3 separate regions of the Mus musculus genome follow, and regions 2 and 3 are each linked to region 1. Evidence: chromatin contacts called from public Hi-C and Micro-C data. All regions are on one chromosome and are shown on one strand. Each heading gives the region's core, a stretch centred on a gene start, on an enhancer-like site or on the middle of the called end of the contact. The rest is flanking DNA. Distances are from core to core; before and after follow the strand shown. Region 1 holds the start of Cep164 (centrosomal protein 164). Region 2 overlaps Cep164 (centrosomal protein 164). Region 3 overlaps Cep164 (centrosomal protein 164).

Region 1 (3,735 bases), core at 704-3,203:
CCAGGGATCCCCTTACCTTTATGTCTCCAGCACTGAGACCACAAGCAGGAACCACCATGCCTGGCTTTTTTTACAAGGGACTTAACTCGGGTTCTCATGCTTAGAGAGAAAAAAAAAAAAACTTTACCAACTGAGCTATCTCACCGCTATCTCACCGGCCCCTAGAGCAAGGACATTTAAAGCAGAAGGAACGCCATGAACAGAAGCAAAGCAGCTTGATGGGACGGAGTGGCTACTAGGGCCTGCCTAGCATGTGCAAAGCCCTGAGTTCAATCCCTAGTACTGCAAAACAACAACTCCATATGTGAGTGTGTGTGTGGATGTGTACGTGTGTGTGAGTGTGTGTGTATCTGTGTATATGTGAGTATGTGAGTGTGTGTGTGGATGTGTACGTGTGTGTGAGTGTGTGTGTGTCTGTGTATATGTGAGTATGTGAGTGTGTGTGTGTCTGTGTACGTGTGTGTGAGTGTGTGTGTATCTGTGTATATGTGAGTATGTGAGTGTGTGTGTGTCTGTGTATGTGTGTGTGAGTGTGTGTGTGTATCTGTGTATATGTGAGTATTCGAGTGTGGGAGGGGGGAAGGGATGAGGGGGAGGGGAGGGGGGAGCACAAGCACAGCAAATGTGCTTGATGGGGTAAGGATTAATTATAACAACAAAAACTTGGACTAACCACACACTTCCCGGAACACTTGTATGCGGCAGAACTGTACCAAGGGCTTTATTCGCCACCATCCCACCCCAGCCTCTCAGCTAGAGGTTTACTATCCCCACTTATCAAATACAGAGACTGCTTGAATGAAGGACAAGGAGCAGCGAGTCCGGGCTTGCGAGGGCTTTAGCTGTATACAGGACTTCATAAGGGGCTGCCATGGGAATTTCATAAAGAAAGTTGGAGGTGGTGAGAGTTACCGTTCGGAAAGGTGACTGACAGCTGCACAAGAACCAATCAAAAAGGGGACAAAATCAGAGGCAGTTATTCTGAAAGCGCAGCCAAGAAATTATGAACCAAGCCAGTGGCTACCTGAATGAAAAGCGGCTAATCCTGAGGGCAGGAGAATAGCAGGGTCTCGCAGCTAGGTGAAGGAAGAGAAGAGAGAAAGCAGAGAGGATTTCAGCCAGTCCACTGTGATTTTAGGCCAAGAAGCCGACTGCCAAGAAATCTGAAGCATGCCAGATGACTACTGCAGACAGCGGAATGAATTCTCAGCGTAGAGTGGGCTAAGTGACTGAGGAAGTTCTCCATTGAGACAAGAAACATGGGAGACATTGATAGAAGGTCCGGGGGGGGGGGCGGCGGGGGGGGGGTGCGGGTTGGAGATGATCCGCAAGCACATCTAAGCTCGAGTAAGGTATCTGGCTAGGCAGCAAGTACTTCCCAGAGCAACCGGTAACTGGAGGCTCTAGTCGCAATCCAGAGATGGAGTGCAGAGAAAAGCATGCAGGGGCCTGCAGAGGGCTGAGCTGGCAGACGCGCGAGGGCGAGTCACCGAGGCCAAGAAGAGGGCAGCGGTTCCGGGCGTAGATTCCTGAATCAGTGCAAAGAAAACCCCAAACCTCCTCTCTTGCCCAGCTGGCCGAAAGATGCCATGCGCTTGGCTGAACTTGGGATAGCCCAGGAATGGGCTGGGCAATGGCGGTAGGGTGTAGATTCAGGAGAGGCTAGAAAGCCAGGCCCCGCACGCCGGAGGGCTCTTCTCTCCCAGCTTAGTTCCCGCGCAGCAACACCTCACAACGCTTCAGCTCCCTGCAAACTCCTGCCACGCCACCAAGCCTGGCTCCGAGATCTCACCTGTCCCCGATCCGGGGTTTCCGGGAGGATGGCTCTGCGCCTCCTCCCCAGCACCACCCCGGCCCCCCACCTTCCAGGGACGCCGGGGTGTCCGGCTCCCCGCTTCCAGGGACGCCGGGGTGTTGCCCTGCAGCGACCAGCAACCACTTCCGGAAAGGCACTGGCCTAGCAACTGAGAGGCCCGCCTCTACCAAGAGCCAATAGGTCGCTGACTGAGAGCGTTGGCATTGGATTGGTTGAAGTTCCCCCACGAGGCTTTGCCCGTTGCATCCTGAAAGTTGTAGTTCAAAATAGTGAATAAGCACAATCCCACTCCCACCACAAAGAGGTTAAAAGAGAGACCTGAAGGTAGATAAGAGAATTTCTCCCGCGGACGAAAGGAAGCATTCATAATATTAATAATAATCTACTATTACTATTAATTAAGCAAAATTAACAATCATTTATAGACCATCATTTTGTAAAGGTCGAGTAAAATCACGCGAACAACAGTGATTATCAGTGGTCAACCTATTGATTGGGCCCTTAATAAAAGAACTATGAAGGGGTTGGAGAGATGACTCGGTTGTCAAGAGAGCTGCCTACTAACTTTTTCCTTTTAATGTATTATACGTGGACCGGGATCTGATAACACAAGCCCTTAATGCCACCACTTGGGGCACAAAGCAGACAGATCTCTGTGCGTTTGAGACTAGCCTGGTCTATATAGTGAGTTTCAAGCCAGCTGGGACTACACAGTGAGACCCTGTCTCAAAAAAAATTTTAAGTGTGTGGATGTTTTGTCTACATTATACCTGATAGTCATGGAGGCCAGAAGAGGGCACTGCATCCCCTGAAACTGGAGTTGTAAGCAGTTGTGCGCCACCTTGTGGGTGCTAGAAACCAAACCTAGGTCGTCTGCAAGAACAACAGTGCTCTCAACGGCTGAACCATCATCTCTCCCACTCTACTATTGTAAATTTAAAACCGAGTCCTGCGCCGCTAGAGTCTAAGCCGACAAGGAGAAATTGCGAGTGTTGTTACTAGGGATCTCAAACCAGACATCAGGATGTGTTTCTCATGTTTAACGTCAAATCTTTCTGCAATTCCTTTATTCTCACCACAGATGGGGAAAAAAATCACTGCTCCTCATTATCATCACAATCTTTAAAAGTGTCCCCAAGGGGCCACTGGACCAGACATAGAAGAGATGCCATATCATGACTATATCAGACATAACTAAACACTGCCCATAGCTTCCTATACACAAGACTTGCCATCTGAGGCTGTAGAACCAGCTCAGCAGCTGCCAACACCTGCTGCTCTGCGGGAGGACCAGAGTCTGATTCCCAGCAAGCACGAGGCAGCTCACAACCAGCAGAAACTCTAGTTCCAGAGGATCCAACACCTCTTCTGGCTTCTACCCACACCAGGCAAACACATGTGAACACAGACATGTGGTACACAGACATACCTGCAGGCAAAACACTGGAACACATAAAAGAATAAAATATTTTTTGAAAAAAGCAGCTAGATAGTGGTGACTGAACCACACTGAATCCCAAAGCCTTTATTCCCAACATCCAGAAGGCAGAGACAGTCATATCTTTGTGGGTTCAAGTCCAGCCAGGTCTACAAAATAAGTTCCAAGACTGTCAGGCTGTAACACAGAATAACCCTGTCAGGAAAAAGTCAAAAATAAGGAGGAGGAGGAGGAGGAGGAGGAGGAGGAGGAGGAGGAGGAGGAGGAGGAGGAGGAGGAGGAGAAAGAATGATAGAGACAAGCAGATTTCTATGAATTCTAGACTGGCAAGGTCTACATATCCAGTTCCAGGACTGTATAGTGAGCTGCTGCCTCAAGAAAGAAAGAGCTGGGCAGTGGTGGCTCACACCTTTAATCCCAGCACTTGGGAGGCAGAGGCAGGCAGATCTCTGAGTTCGAGGCCAGCCTGGTCTACAGAGTG
Region 2 (3,735 bases), core at 847-3,346, 60 kb before region 1:
CGTTTACACGGGAAGAAAAAAACCTAGTCTTTGGGGAAATTGCTCGGTGGGTCTCCAGCCTTGCAAGTGGAAAACAGAGAAGTAGGAGACTATAAATGGGAGTGAGCTCTCTGAGGACTGGTGGCAAGAGGAGAGCTGAGGCAGCTTTGGGGAGGGCTCTACATTTTACTAAGGATTGCTAGGCACCTAGATATCTTTGAGCCTTGCTTTTCTGTCACCCATAAAAATGGAGCAGCCCACACCTGCCCCCAACTCCACCCTGTTGGGATAACTAAATCAGATACCCAGGGAGGTATTCCCTGAAGACCCATTGACCCCCACCTTCCTGTCCCTCGGGAAGAAGAACACAAGGCTTCCAAAGAGACCAGCACACTCACAGGACTGCCTCATAGAAAATTGACTTACAGAGATTTAATAGGTGCAAAAAAAAAAAAAAATCACAGGATTGTCACCAGAATTGGTTGTACCACATGAGCGGTTCTCAAGGCACACAGAGTGGAAGAAGTAACAAAACGGACTTTATCTGTGTGTGGTCAGCCGATGACTAAAAAATATCTAAAGGGTAAAAAGCCAACTGGCTGCTCGAGGTTTATTCCACAGCAAAGAAACGAACAATAAATCGGTGAGACCCTGTGGGCTGCGGGGGTAGAGGCAGCCCGCAGCTTCTCAAGACAAGAAAAATGAGGGCATTTTGTTTAAACAAGGAGACAGATGCTGAGAGCATCACCTGCAGCTCCTGCAGAGCCCGCTGAGGGGAAGTTGGGCCGAGGAGGCTTGAGCCAGAAGCACTAGCCAGAAGCACCTGACCCAAGATGGTCCCTGCTGGTGCCAGGCTGGAATCAGTTCCATCCACTGAGCTCTGGACAGAGTTGCTAGTTGGACTGGGCTAGGGGCGGCCCAGATAGAAGGACAGATGGAAATAGGGCTCATAGACACACTCGAGTTAAAGAAGAGAAATATCAAGATGGGGCAGAAGGCATTCCCCTCTTTCCCTATGGCTTTTTTGGCTTCCTGGAAAGATAGGTGCTTGAAACCTGAGGGCAAGGAAGAGCTCCACAGAGCACCCTAAGGGGGGAGAGGGCTGCTCCTGAGAATCGTGAGGAAATCACGGTGCCAGCCGAGGGGAAGGAGACAGAACATCCCTCGGGGCCCCTCTAGCAACATCCAGCCGGGCTCAGGCAGCTGAGCCCAAACTTGTGACAGTCAGAAGACATTTACAAAGAAAAAAAAAGGCAAAAAGAGAGGGACGGGTATGATCCTGTCGGGGCTGAGGTATCCGAAAGGGGCACAGACCCAGCACAGCCAAAGTGCCAGGGCATGCCATGCTAGGAGGCCATGTGAATAAAGGACCACATCCTCAGCAGGGGGCCAACCTCCAAGGAGGATCCCTAAGCCTCCCATAGCAGTCGCTTTAACTAAGGTGTCCACACCCCTGAAGTCTTCAGCAGCCCACATCTCAGTGCCACTTTGGTGCAGAAGCTCGCATATGTCCACATGTTTCTGCTCAGGACAGTCCATGGTTGAAGCGTGCGTGGCCGTCTACAGCCGTACTCTCCACCTATCTAACCCGGTGGTTCCTCTAAGTCCTCGGTGGGGTTCACAACGGAGGACATGCTTGATGAGAGAAATAAAATGTTGGCGGCTCCTCAGGCACTTGTAATAGAGGAGGAGGCCGCCCTGCCCCGCCCCACACGGGGTTCAGTAATGAAACACATTCAGTCTGTTGTTCTCGTCCAGGCCCAGCTGCAGGAGGTTCGATAAGTTCGATGTGGTTGTTGCTTTGGGCGCCGAGGAGAAAAGCTGTCTGGTCACAAAGTGAAGGAAAACTGGACGGCTGAGAGAAAGGGTCTACGGTCCAAAGGGGTATTCTCCGACACCACCGAGGCCGGTGGTGGAGAGCAGGCCAGTCAAGTTGCTATCACCGGGAGGGACTAAAGCTTGGGGACCAGCTAAAAGGATACACCTTGGGGTCGTTCCGGAAATGTTCCAGCCACTTCCGGTTGGAATCGATCAAGCTCTGAATGCTGACACCATCCGTCCTGGGGACTCGAGGGTGGGAGCGCTGCAGGAAGTGGAGCTGCTCACTGGAAAAGGGAGGAGAGCAGGCAGGAAGCTGGCGGCACGCCCGAACGGAGCCCCGCCTCTCTGCGACCCTCTCTCACCTCTGTAAGGCCTCCAGCAATCAAAGGGCCTTCTCTGGTAATGCGGAGGGGCATCAGTTCCCCAAAAGGAAGGTCTTGGCTGCCCTCCACCCCCTTCCTGAGCATCTCATGCAAAGTTTACTCTGGACCTTCGCATCTGTCCATCCTCGGCCGTTCTCATCAGCAAAGAGCTCCCTCTGTCCACCCAGATACTTACACAGCAGCAGCTCTCGGGCTGGCCCAGAGAGCAGAGATAAATTTGTGGGGGTTTACAGTTAGGGCTGAGGTGGCGAGAACAAGATATTTGCCAGAGAGTGAGATGAACAGGAAATGGATAACAGGACCAAATAATCGCTTGCCATAGGAATCAAAGAGTTCAGTGGCAAAGCCGGGTCAGACTCCAGGGCTGGTGGGGCCACGGGATGAGCTGGGCTTCACCTCAGTCTCTCCCCCGATGGGCAACACCTGCAGAGCCCACACACCCTGCCTCACATCCACTGAACCTTGGCAGCGGCGATCTGACTGTTTACTTGCCGTGGTGGAGTTTCTCAGAAAAGGCAAGATGTAGGTGTCTCTGGGCTGGGGACCTGTCTGGGCTCCAGGCCAACAGGATCATGAGGTTTGTTCCCATCTGTCCATGGTGCCATTGGCCCAGGGGGGTACAGTAAAGATCTAAACTGTGAGGCCACACCCAGCGCAGAGACTTACCTTACAGACACATAACCCAGCTTGTTCTCCGGTGGGGGAGGAGAGCCACTGAGCAACGGGATGCCAGCTGGAACAGCAAGAAGATGGGGTCTAAGGGCAGCCCCAGCCCCAGCAGGCCACCTCCACATTCACTACCAGTGCCCCTGCATTCCCAGAAAAGGATGTCCCCAGAACAAACAATGGCAGGGAATGTTGCCATGCTGGAGGTGAGAGACAGGTGACAGACAAGAACTGTCCTGTTTACTTTGATTCTAAAAATTTCGTTTTCAATTTGGGCTGAGCCGAAAGACTTTTTTGTTTTTTACATTTTTTTTCCCTCAAATGGTTGCCTTTCTGACTTATGTTACTCGACAAGGCAAAACTAGGTCCCAGAGCAGAAGCCAGGGCCACGGGGTCATAAGCACAGGGTCAAAACTTGGTATATGACTCACTCATTCGAAGGGTACTCTGGAGTTTACTACTAACCCTCAGAGTCTCAGCTTACTCAGCTATAAAATGGGAACTGTACTGACTGGTTTTGTGTGTCAATTTGACACAAGCTGGAGTTATCACAGAAAAAGGAGCCTGAGCCTCACTTGAGGAAATGCCTCCATGAGATCCAGCTGTAAGGCATTTTCTCAACTAGTGATCAATGAGGGGAGGGCCCCTTGTGGGCAGTGCCATCCCTGGGCTGGTAGTCTTGGGTTCTATAAGACAGCAAGCTGAGCAAGAGAGGGGAAGCAAGCCAGTAAGTAGCACCCCTCCATGGCCTCTGCATCAGCTCCTGCCTCCTGACCTGCTTGAATTCCAGTCTTGCCTTCCTCCTTTGGTGATGAACAGCAGTGTGGAAAGTGTAAGCTGAATAAACCCTTTCCTCCCCAACTTGCTTCTTGATCATGTTTTGTGA
Region 3 (3,735 bases), core at 552-3,051, 40 kb before region 1:
ATGATAACTGACGCAGGAGCATTACTGAATATACCAAAGAAGGAAGAATGCAGACCCAAGAAGAGATGGCTACTACCCTTCATTTTCTTGGGTGGCAGCCCTCCTCCTTTTATGGGATGAGGCCAGGGGAAAACACACCACACGCGTGCACACACACACACACACACACACATACACACACACACACAGAGTCTGCACAGCTAACTCTACCATCAAGAGAAGAACCCCAGCTCAGACCACTGAGCTTCAGCACTTAGAACATGGCTCTCTAGACCTCCAATGCGGCCACTTCAGCCCTGGCTCACAGCCACATATACACAGCTTAATCGACCCAATCCAGTAAGGAGGACAGAAGCCCTGGACTAATCACAGAGCCATGTGCAAAGTCCTGCCAAGTGACACTTCACACTCCTGTCATAGTACACCACCACAGGCAGGGTCCCTCCTGCCTACCTCCCACACCCTGCCACATAAGCACACCTTGTACGGCCACCCAGCCAGGTCACCATCTGCCTCCCAGCGACCGTAAGGACCAGGAATTCTACCCACGCCCACACCCTCCTGACACACACAACCTCCCACTGTACATACCTCTCGGAGCCTTGGGTATGCTTGCTCTGTGGCTCAGCGATGCTGGATTTGCTGTCATCTTGTTCTTCTTGGTCTAACCCCTGGGCCTGAAAGCAGGAAGTCGGGGAAGAAGTGCTTTAGGGGGCTCTGCAGCGCCAGTGTCTCATCCCACTGAGTCAAACGGTCAGCAGGTACACCACGGTGCCTCTGGAGAGGACAGGGGCTGCTGAGACACAGGACAGGTCTGTCTGTAGAATGAAACTTCCTAAGCTCTAGCTAAGCCCATGACCCACAGCTGAAACAGGAGATACATAAATATGGTCACTATATACATAGATAAGAGCCAGAAACAGGGCGGGGGGGGGGGAGGTACCCTAAGAACCTGGCCTGCTGCCCAGAGCCTGCACTGCTAGTTGCAAAGAGAAGGCGATGATCTAAACTCACTGAGGCCTGGGTCAGCAAGGCCGTGGTACAGGGGTGACAAAATAAAATGGTTAGACCAAGTACATTGGGAAGGAAGAATTCTGAACTACCAGGATCTAGGAGGGGCAGGGGAGGCTGTGCCCCAAACCCGAGGGCACCATCTGACTCCCAGAATGATAGCACAACATTCCTTCCTCTGCTCTAGTGAACCCCATCATAGACAGTGAGCACCCCTCCCCGCCCCGCGCCAGCCCCCAAGGCTGCTATTACAGCATCCGTTTGAAAATAAACTCCCAAATCTTATCCACATCTTGGGTATCTAGGCAAATTTAGAAAGCTGGTTTAAAAAAAAAAAAAAAAGGCGATTTTTGATGATTTCAAATATTTTGCAAAGAAACGCAATGGTGACATCAGCCTGGGGCCTACTCTTTGTTCCAGAATGTCCAGCCTGCAGGAGAACCCCTCCTCCCCTCAACTATGTCGGTAAAGCATGCGTCCCAGGGCTTCAGCAAGGGTGAAATGTCCTACACATGAACACAGCTTCCGCCTGAAGAATTAGGCTACAGTGCCGGCTCCTCCTCTCCCATCCTCTCCCTCAGCCTAAGATGGAGAGAAAGAAAAGCCCGTGCCAGCCTCAGGCCCCACTCTAGGACTGGCCCTCCTGACAGGAGCACCGCCTACTCTGAGACTCAGGTTCACGGGGAGGGGAGGGGAAGGAGAGAGATCACTCTGTCTTTCCCAATGCTGTCCCAGCCCTGTGCCCCGAACATACCGACACTTCCCCTCTGACTACCAGAACCCCAGCAGTTGTATCTGACTCTGACATCTGGGTGGTTAACCAAGGGCAGGCCTTGCACTGAAACCCAGCTCCCCAGATTACACTGTAACTAGCAATGCATTTGTGTTACCTCTCAGAGCCTGAGGCAGAAGGGCTCCCTGTCAGGGCTGCCACTTCCATTGCATGGGCCTGGGCAGAGCCTGGGCCACACAGTGACCGGCAAGCACACCCTCCCTGCCCCACCTCGGCCTCCTCCTGAGGTACACCTTCCCTACAAAGCACGCCCTCTTGTTCTCAGGTTCTCAAAGAAAAAGGGACCACACAGGTCAACTGGACTTCAACTAAAATGTAAGTGACAAAGCAGGGTGACTGTAATACAAACTCAAAGCGAGCCCACAGCCATGGAGGACTCCAGGACTGTGAGGACAGACAGAGGCAGACTGGAGCTGGCCACCAACCACACCATTCTGTCTGCCTGACCCATTCTTGCTTCACAATTATACTTCTGCAACAAAGTGAAGCAGCCTCCTGACACAGAAGAAGAGACAACTCAGGGAAAGCCACACAGTGGGTCCTCTGAGTAGCTTTACTTGCTCCCTAGAACTTTTGCCCTGGAAAAGGAAGAAAGGACCCAGTGAGGGACACGTGTGGTGGCACTCTGGAAAGGAGATCGAAACAAGCACACACCAAGCCTCTGGCCCAGCTAAACTCAGGACCCCAGCTTCCCAGCCTTACCTCTGTGCCTGAGTTTTGTTTTTAAGATCCAGTCCCAAGGTGGAAGCAGGAGGATTGCAAGCTTAACTTAGAGCGTTGGGTTTTAAGGGCAGGGACCAGGGTGCTGAGGTAGTGCTGAGTGACAGAGGATATATAAAGCCTTACAGTCGGCATCCAACAATGGAAGGGGGCCTTGAATGTGCTTACAGTTTCAAAAGCATATATGTGGTAAAATGTGCCTTCAAATATGCAGTTTGTTGTATGTATACATTTCTTCTGGTGCTGGGGATGGAACCCAGGGTTTCACACATGTACTCTACCATAGCTATACTCCCAGCCCTCAAAATAATTTTGAGGATGAATAAAACCCAAGATAATTTAACTCCAAGGCCCTCCCTATTCCTAGCCTTGGGAACCAGAACAAAGGGAAGGAGGCGCTAGCCCCAGAGGACCACAAAGACAACTGCACGCATGGTTGACTCTGTGCTGGGAAGCGGCTGCTGCATCCTCTGCCAGCTCCACCCTTGCACACCTTGAGAACAGGAAGACAGCTGCAGGCTGAGTCCTGTCAGAGGCACTGCTGGCCAGTCAGCCAGAGCATCCTGTACCACCCTCACTCCAACAGTGGCACTGCTGGCCAGTCAATCAGAGCATCCCGTACCACCCACACTCCAACACACTGGCTCAAGTATGAATTAGAACTTCCTCTGTCAGGACTGGCTGCCAACAGGCAGTGGCCACTGGGAGTTAAACCCAAGCCATGTCACAGAACCTACCCTGCCCAATGGACCTGGCGGCTTCCTAGTGACTTGTCACCAAAGGGGCCTCACCAAGTGCAGCTGCTCCACGCCCTCCCTCCCTAACCCTACCTTCCCTTGTCCTTGCCTTCACATCCTCAGCTCTTCCAACAGGGGGTATCCAAAGTCTATCAGAGACCTGGTAATGGGGCCATCACCCAGAAAGGCACCAGCCGGACCTGAGAGGAGCGCATGGGGCCAAATGTAGTCTGAAAACACTGTGCACCCATGTGTACGCTCATGCAAACCACCGAGGGCTCCCAGGCTGGGTTCATAGCAAACATCCTGTTGTTTCACTCAAACCAGCTGCTCCCTAAAACCCACAGAGTCCATGTGCCAGAATCCCTCTTCTAGCAGCCCAGAGAAGGAAAAAAAAAACAACCGCCCTGACTTAAGCTCCTCTAGGACAGCATCTGTGTTTCAGGCACCTTGGGTGGAGGCCCAGGAGACAAA

What was found. Hi-C and Micro-C count contacts between places; a contact is called where the count stands out from the background.
Region 2: a Micro-C map of embryonic stem cells shows a contact between it and region 1, with 3 times the contacts expected there. The contact joins the enhancer-like site here to the promoter of Cep164 in region 1. A contact is called at or near these places in 2 of 15 datasets of contacts at CTCF or cohesin (large pre-B cells and pro-B cells), 7 of 484 Hi-C or Micro-C datasets (the AtT-20 cell line, B cells, the G1E-ER4 cell line and 4 more), 3 of 115 datasets of contacts at active chromatin or transcription factors (the SCID.adh cell line and embryonic stem cells) and 4 of 9 other capture datasets (adipose tissue, embryonic stem cells, liver and 1 more).
Region 3: a contact with region 1 is called in a Hi-C map of germinal center B cells, with 4 times the contacts expected there. The contact joins the enhancer-like site here to the promoter of Cep164 in region 1. A contact is called at or near these places in 1 of 39 promoter capture datasets (macrophages), 2 of 15 datasets of contacts at CTCF or cohesin (large pre-B cells and pro-B cells), 8 of 484 Hi-C or Micro-C datasets (the AML12 cell line, B cells, the G1E-ER4 cell line and 4 more), 2 of 115 datasets of contacts at active chromatin or transcription factors (both in embryonic stem cells) and 3 of 9 other capture datasets (adipose tissue, liver and pancreatic islet).

Annotation. Positions count from the first base shown.
Region 1 is chr9:45,826,710-45,830,444 of GRCm38.p6, forward strand. It overlaps Cep164 (centrosomal protein 164), which reads right to left and starts at 1,954. Exons shown (of 30, transcript NM_001081373.3): 1 at 1,793-1,954.
Region 2 is chr9:45,766,560-45,770,294 of GRCm38.p6, forward strand. Cep164 (centrosomal protein 164) reads right to left here. Exons shown (of 30, transcript NM_001081373.3): 28 at 2,850-2,916; 29 at 1,962-2,084; 30 at 387-1,804. The coding sequence ends at 1,699. Among named protein-coding and RNA genes, the nearest start is that of Cep164, 60 kb to the right of the region's middle. Within about 2 kb of position 2,097, at least 19 of the 459 cell types and tissues checked have an H3K27ac peak or open chromatin away from gene starts, as enhancers often do. A contact at or near this core is called in the AtT-20 cell line and embryonic stem cells, where this site is marked.
Region 3 is chr9:45,786,835-45,790,569 of GRCm38.p6, forward strand. It overlaps Cep164 (centrosomal protein 164), which reads right to left. Exons shown (of 30, transcript NM_001081373.3): 11 at 592-677. Among named protein-coding and RNA genes, the nearest start is that of Cep164, 40 kb to the right of the region's middle. Within about 2 kb of position 1,802, at least 42 of the 459 cell types and tissues checked have an H3K27ac peak or open chromatin away from gene starts, as enhancers often do. A contact at or near this core is called in the G1E-ER4 cell line, germinal center B cells, pro-B cells and 1 more, where this site is marked.